Linked DNA regions of Macaca fascicularis: region 1 is linked to region 2. A link is a contact called in public Hi-C data. All regions are on one chromosome and are shown on one strand. Each heading gives the region's core, a stretch centred on a gene start, on an enhancer-like site or on the middle of the called end of the contact. The rest is flanking DNA. Distances are from core to core; before and after follow the strand shown.

Region 1 (3,167 bases), core at 435-2,934, 69 kb before region 2:
CCGCCCCGCCCCTCTCCCCCCACCCTTCCTCCCCCACCTCCGGCTCCCCGCGCCCGCGACTCTGCAGCCTCCGAAGCCCCGGCAGTGCAAGGCTCCCCCCGCAGCCCGGCCGGGGCTGCGCCCCCTTGCGCTCTCCCCAACTTGCCTTTGTTATTCCAGCTCCCTTCCTTGCCTCGCCTCCGACACGGCGGCAGCCTGCAAAACGTGGAGCGCGGAGTTACCGCCACACCTGGAATCCGAAGCGGGCTCCGCGGGCTCCCGGCCGAAGCCGCCCCCGCCTGCCGGGGAGGGGAACGCGTGCGTGCGCGCGTGTGTGTGTCCAAAGGGGGCAACGCGGGCGCCAATTATGATTGGGACTGAGGGTACCGAAAATCAGGGGTGGGGGGCCTTGAGGAAGGGATATGGAAGAGGAAGTGGGAGAGGAAGGCGTGTGTGTGTGTGTACGTGAACGTGAGGATTTAGCGCCCAGGGGAACGTTTCGTGTTTTGTTTTTTGAGTGTATGTGGTGTGTACAGCGATGGGTGTAAGTGTGCAACTGCGTGTCTCTGAGCGTGCCTGCTGTGGCCGTGTAAGCGGGCATCTTAGTGAGGGAAAGTAAGCGACTGTGTGGGGGCGCGTTTGTGGTTTGGGGGGGAGCGTGTTTGCAATGCTGAGGGAGCGAACGTGTGTGCCGTTCGTGTAGGAGTTTCCGTGAGAGTGGCAGTGGACGTGAGCCAAAGTGGGCGCGTACTTGGATGCTCTCGGGGGTGGGTCGGCTAGGGGAACTCCCGCGAGTGGGTGCACCCAACTGCGCCTCGTGAGTACCTTAGCTCTCCGCTACCTCTGGCGGTGCCCAGTCTGGGGCAGAGGGCCGGGACCTAGCCTAGCAGCTCCCACGTAACCCGCGCGCACAGCGCCCCGGGCGCTCCGCGCCGGGCCTAGGGGAATCCACGCGCCTCTGGACTGTGCTAGGTGCCGCGGATCAACTGTGCGCAACCATCCTCGCTCCCCGACAGCTGTCGAGGGACCGCCCTCTAGTATCCCCCAAAGTCCTGGTGGTGGTCCTCTTCCCGCCCCACCCACCAGTCCCCGGGCTGTAGGAACAATTACAAAATCTCCTCCAGGGGAAGGCTTTGGAGATCCAGTTAGCAACTCGCTCAACCCCAATTAGGGTACCTGACAGCTCCCGGGGCCACGAGTGCACTCCAGGCTGGGGCGTGCCAGCGTGGGGCAGGGGCTCTCGGGTGAGCAGAGTGATTTTGGCTTCCTCCCCAAGGTGGTCTCTACCTCGGCTCAGCATTTCTCTCCCTCTCCAAACTTACTGGGGCTGAGGCCTGCAGGGGGGCTGGGGGCTGCAGGGGGCGTCAGGGAGTAGCGGAGGGAGTAGGGTAAGGAAGGAGGTGAGAGGACTGGCGGCGTAGCGGGGAACGAGGAGCCTGGAGGAGAAAAGCTGGGAAAGCGCCGAGACCGAGGAGCGGGGAAGAAAGAGAGGAAGGGAAGGGAAAGGAAAGGCGAAGGAGAGAACGAGGAGAGGCGAAAAGGAAAGGGGAAAGCCAGCGCAAAGCGCGAGCCAAGCCGAGCGGAGCAGAGTCGAGCCGAGCGCCGGCGGCGGCGCGGCGCTCCGCTCCGCCCTGACTCCGCACCGGCTTTTGTGGGCGGCCGGCGGCGCGGGGCCCTTTGGAAATAGAATAGCCAATGTAATCTGACACTTCAACTTGCTCGGCTCCGGGCGAGTTGATTCACTTACTCACCCCCTAACGCCGAGTTCCTTTTCACTGTCTGTGGACATTAAAAAAGCGAGCGGCGGCGGCGGGCGCCGGGGAGAGCTGGCGGCCGGGCGGCAGGCGGGCGAGCAGCGATCCGGCGGCTGAGCGAGCGAGCAACGCCGGCGCAGCGCGGTGACCCCAGCCCCAGCCGGCGCGGAGCAGGAGCCGGAGCCGAGCGGATCTCGGCGCCCTCGCTGCGCTTCTCCCGGCCCGAGCCTGCCCTACCCGGCGGTGGCGGCGGCGCGTCCTCCAGCGGCGGCAGCGGCGCTCGCAGCGCCCGGTAAGTTTGGGGCCAAAGCCAGGCGCCCGCTGGCTCCGGGGCTACCTCCCGCTCCCCGGGGACTCTCGGGGTGCAAGCGTGGGGTGTTGGGTGCTGGGGCTTTTCCCTTAAAGGGTCCCCCGGGGCGGGGCGACCGGCCGGCGGCGCGGGCTCCGCTCCGCTCCCCTTGGTGGCCGGGGGCGGAGGCCCAGCGGCCGGCAAGCTCCCGGCTGCGTGGAGCCGGCTGGGGCTGCGCGCGGGGGCTGGGTTTGTCAGGGTGTGCGGGGCGTAAGTGTGGTCGTGCGCGCGCGGACCCGGTGCCCGCCTCCTGCCGGCGCGCCTCCAGCCCTCGCTCCCTGCACCCGGGGGCCGGGCAGGACCGGGTATCGGAGGAGGGAAGAGAAGGACCGCCTTGGTCTCCTTCGCCTCCTCTGGGGAGATGCGAAGTTGTGCGCCTGTGTGTGTACAGGAACCGCTGGGGAAAGCGCCGGATTTCAGGGTGGCAAGGGGTGGTGGTGTTAAGTTGTGCGTCTGAATTTCCAGGGAAAACATACACTTTTGTAAATGGGAGGTGGGGGCGCGGTTAAGTTGTTTGTGTGGGAATTGCCCGGGGAAAGGCGGCGCGCGGTACAAACGAGGAACGCGGCGGGGTGTGTGTAGGGGTTTCTCCTAGGGCTTCGCAAGCCAGAGGGGCGCTCAGACCAGTGCCTGGACGGGGCTGCCCCGGCCAGGAGGGGAGCCCAGGGGGAAGATGTGCGTGTGTGTGTGTGCGCGCGCGTTGCAAATACGAAAGTAATTTCCCCGTGTTCTTTCTTCCTCTCCGTCTCCGGCGGCGGTGGCCCCGGGGGAGTGGGAGGCCAGCCGGGGCGGAGGTTGGGGGGCCGGGGCTGGAGCCGGGGTCGTGGGGGAGGCGGGCTCTGGAAGCTTGCTTCACATTCCTGGCGTCTGGGCTGGGGAAAAAACAGTGGGGAGCGCGGCCTCGGCGTCTAGGGCGCGGGCAGCGGGCGTGCGTCGCCCCCTCGCCGGGGACATCTGTCCAGGAAGCCGGCCGGGCGGGGAGAGGGCGCGGTGCTGAGGGCAGGCTCCCCGCCCTGGAGCGGTGGGGGCACGGGCGAGGGGCGGCCGCCTTCCCGGCCATTGTGCGCCAGCAGATTTTCACGGGA
Region 2 (3,281 bases), core at 539-3,038:
GTCGTTGAGTGACTGGCTGTGCGCCAAGCTTCAGGTTCCTGCCGGGTGCAGACCCAGAATGGTCCCAGCCCTCTGGGAGCTCTCCTGGTAACTGGGACCACAAGATTTGCACCTGGAAGGGCAAGGGGTGAGCAGTGGAAGGCTGTACTAGACCCATCTCTCTCCAAGAGGAGGCCGGAGAGCCCAGAGGTCATGAGGGCTGGACCCTGGGGGAGGACCTCCGAGAGGACGGGCCCTTGGCTGGGGGGGCTCCCAGCGTGGGCATTGTGGGCCCTGGTGCCTCTGCTGGCAGCAGGGCCTCTCAGCCCAGGCTCTGACAGGGACATTTATAACTCACAGCTGTGCGGTCCTGGACCCAACTGACTGTGGTAAACCGATCTGGCTTCAGGAAGTCCCGTCCCGAGGCCACTCCCCATCCCGACCCCCACACTCTCCTTCACCTCCTGACACCCACATCCTGTTCTCAGTGGGAGGGGCAGGCAGCGGGCACCAGGCCAGAGGCCCAGCCAGGGTCTCCAACCTGTGGGCAGAGTGGGAGAGGACAGAGAGCAGCAGTGAGGCCCCAGTGCTGCTGGGTGCCCACTATTGCCAGCCTCCTCTCAAAGCACACACAAGGAGGCAGAGGCCCAGAGGCAGTGCAAGGTCCCCAGGATCCCACAGGGTCAGAGCGCCAAGAGCACAGGTTGTAGGGCTCAGGGGCATGTTCTGTGCTTCCAGATCTACCTATACCTAGAGAGGGGATTCGCCTTCTGGCCCCTGTGGCCCCACTCCAGCCAAAAGGAGCCTGATGGGAGGAGCAGAGTGAACTAGAGGCCAAAGAGAATGCTGGGAAAGACACCATTTTGGGCCCTGGGCCTTGGCCTGGTCCTCCTTTGGGACACCTCATCCCCAAGATGCCTTGTGCTCATCCACCTAGATCCTCCCAGCCTAGTTCAAGCGTGGGGCCAAAAATGGTCTCGCCCAGTGCTAGAAAGAGAGACGGTACTAAAGGCTGCAGCACACCATAGCTCTGACCCCTTACATTCCTTGGCCTGATATGCTGACCAGTTCTTGGGCTCCACCAGCCAGCCCGCCCCTCCTCCATGCCTCTCCCTCTCCTTCTGCACAACATAAGGGCTGATAGACAGTAGGGAGTTTGCCAAAGCTTGGCCCGTGTAACTCTGGTAATCTACGGCAAGATTCTAGAATGAGGTATTACCCAAAGGGACGTATATTTTTGTTTTACTAATTACAATTTATTAAAGTGTATCAGAAATATATAACTAGCCTATCAAATCAATTATTTCAAGGGCATGATTGCTTTGGACAAGGCCAGATTTATTGGAGCTTAAAAAAAACTGAGTAGCCCCGTCTCTACTAAAAAGTACCCGTCTCAAAAAAAAAAAAAAAAAAAAAAGTGAGTAGAAGGTGAACATTAAATTAAGTCATCATGCAGGTAGATCTCAGCTCAGACCAAGAATCCTAAAGAGTGTGGGGGAAGAGCTGAAGTTGGGGGAGCACAATCTAAGTCCTCACCAGGGCTCTTTCCTGCTTTAAACTCTGCATCTGGGCCTCCTCTCCCAGTTATAAGCGAAACAGGCAGCCCTGGACCTCGTAGGAGGGGCGAGGGAGTGAGCCGGTTTTCCCGAGGAGGTGCGTACTCACATAAAATGGCTCCAAGTGTTGGTCAGGGATCTGGTGAGCAATTCATAATGAGGAAAGAATTCAGGCAGGGGTCACACAGTGGCTTTGGAAGTGGCTGCCGGCCGGCCGTGTGAGATAATTCCCCGAAGCCAGGCACGGCGCAGAGAGGAGGCCACGGCAAGGGCTTTGTACACCCGGCTAAAAATACCCCCGACAGCTTCTCCCTGTCACCCTGCCTGGGGCCCGCACAGGAAAGTGATGGTGTTCTGCTTTTCTTGCTAGGAAGAGAAAGACAGCACCAAGTCCCCAGTCCCGGAAGAAACAAAACTTATATTTATATATTTTTCAAAATCCCACTAGGAGGAATTGGCTTGCTGGTTGGAGTGCGGCTGGGCGGAGAAGACACAGCCAACTCTGATAAATCAGGCATCCCGGGGTGTGCTTAAGTGACCCAAGAGGCCACTGAGATTAGCTCGGCGGCAGGGACAGAGGTGGGAGGGGAGTGGACGGGCTGTCTGCACACCGGCCTGCTCTCACACACGTCCCATCTCCCCCCTGTGTACCCAGGAGGAAGAGGAGGAGGCCCATTGGTGTCGGACCAATGCTGCAAGGGGTGTGAGGAGAGGAGCTGCTGTTTTCACTGAGCTGCCATACCCCGAAAGGTAACACCAGCCCCCGATGCCCAGACCGTACCATCACCTAAGCCTGGCCAGGGGCAAGCTCTAGCAGCCTGGAAGTGCTGTGGCTGGCCCAGAGCTGAGGGTTTTCAGCTGCTTTCCCTGCCTTTCCTGGGCCTGGCTGCAGGGCCTCTCCCTAACTCCTTGTGTGGTGCTCATACTGCCAGAAAAGGCTTCTGGGTGTCAGTTTGTCTGTCTCCAAAATGGGGCACTGGGCTCAGGTCCTACACTTACCTCAGTTCTCAAGGAGTCTCTGAGTCAGTTATGTCTGATTTGGTTGAGCCATCTTAGCAGCCTGGCTCAGTTGGAACTCTAGGAGTGTAGCCAGGGGTCCCAGCCCTTGTGGATGTGGGATTCTAAGGCCATGAGGTCCACAGTGCCATGTGGGGCTTGAGAAGAGAGGATTTTCCAGAGCAGACCTGGCTGAAGATGTGCTCCGCTGGGGATGTGGCTGTGGTCTCCTTTGTGGAAGCATTCACAATTCCAAAGTTCTCCCTGTCAGCTCTGGGCAAGAATTATTATCTGCATTTTCAGACCACGAGAACAAAGCACAGGGAAGTTAATGATGCCTGCCAGGGATCACACAGTGAGCTCTGGCCACGCCACAGCAACTTGGCTTCATCCTATTTGCCATTCCAGCTTCTGTGCTTTTACTTTGACCATACTGTACTCATCCTCTCAAGAGAAGTTCTGCTTTTGAGGCCAAGCAACCACTAGTCTGTATTGTGTGCCTGTGATTCCCATCCCTCCATCCACCCGTCATCCATCCACTTACCTCTCCATCTCTCCATCCATCCCTCTTTCTTTTTGTCCATCCACACTCATCCACCCATTCATCTCTCCACCACCCATCCATCCTTCCATCCACCTACTTACCCACCCATTCCCCCCATCCACTCAGCTGTTCATCCACCCATCTATTTACTCTTTGATTCACTCATCAAATATTCATGGAGTCTCACACCAGGCCAGGCCTGCATT

Evidence for each region. A called contact is a pair of places that touch in the nucleus more often than the background predicts.
Region 1: a contact with region 2 is called in a Hi-C map of skeletal muscle, with 3 times the contacts expected there. The contact joins the promoter of ZMIZ1 here to the enhancer-like site in region 2. A contact is called at or near these places in 2 of 2 Hi-C or Micro-C datasets (liver and skeletal muscle).

The regions. Positions count from the first base shown.
Region 1 is chr9:67,405,505-67,408,671 of T2T-MFA8v1.1, reverse strand. ZMIZ1 (zinc finger MIZ-type containing 1) reads left to right here and starts at 1,684. Exons shown (of 23, transcript XM_074001699.1): 1 at 1,684-2,025.
Region 2 is chr9:67,336,413-67,339,693 of T2T-MFA8v1.1, reverse strand. ZMIZ1 (zinc finger MIZ-type containing 1) reads left to right here. Exons shown (of 23, transcript XM_074001699.1): 3 at 2,191-2,285. Among named protein-coding and RNA genes, the nearest start is that of ZMIZ1, 69 kb to the left of the region's middle. Within about 2 kb of position 1,788, at least 2 of the 6 cell types and tissues checked have an H3K27ac peak or open chromatin away from gene starts, as enhancers often do.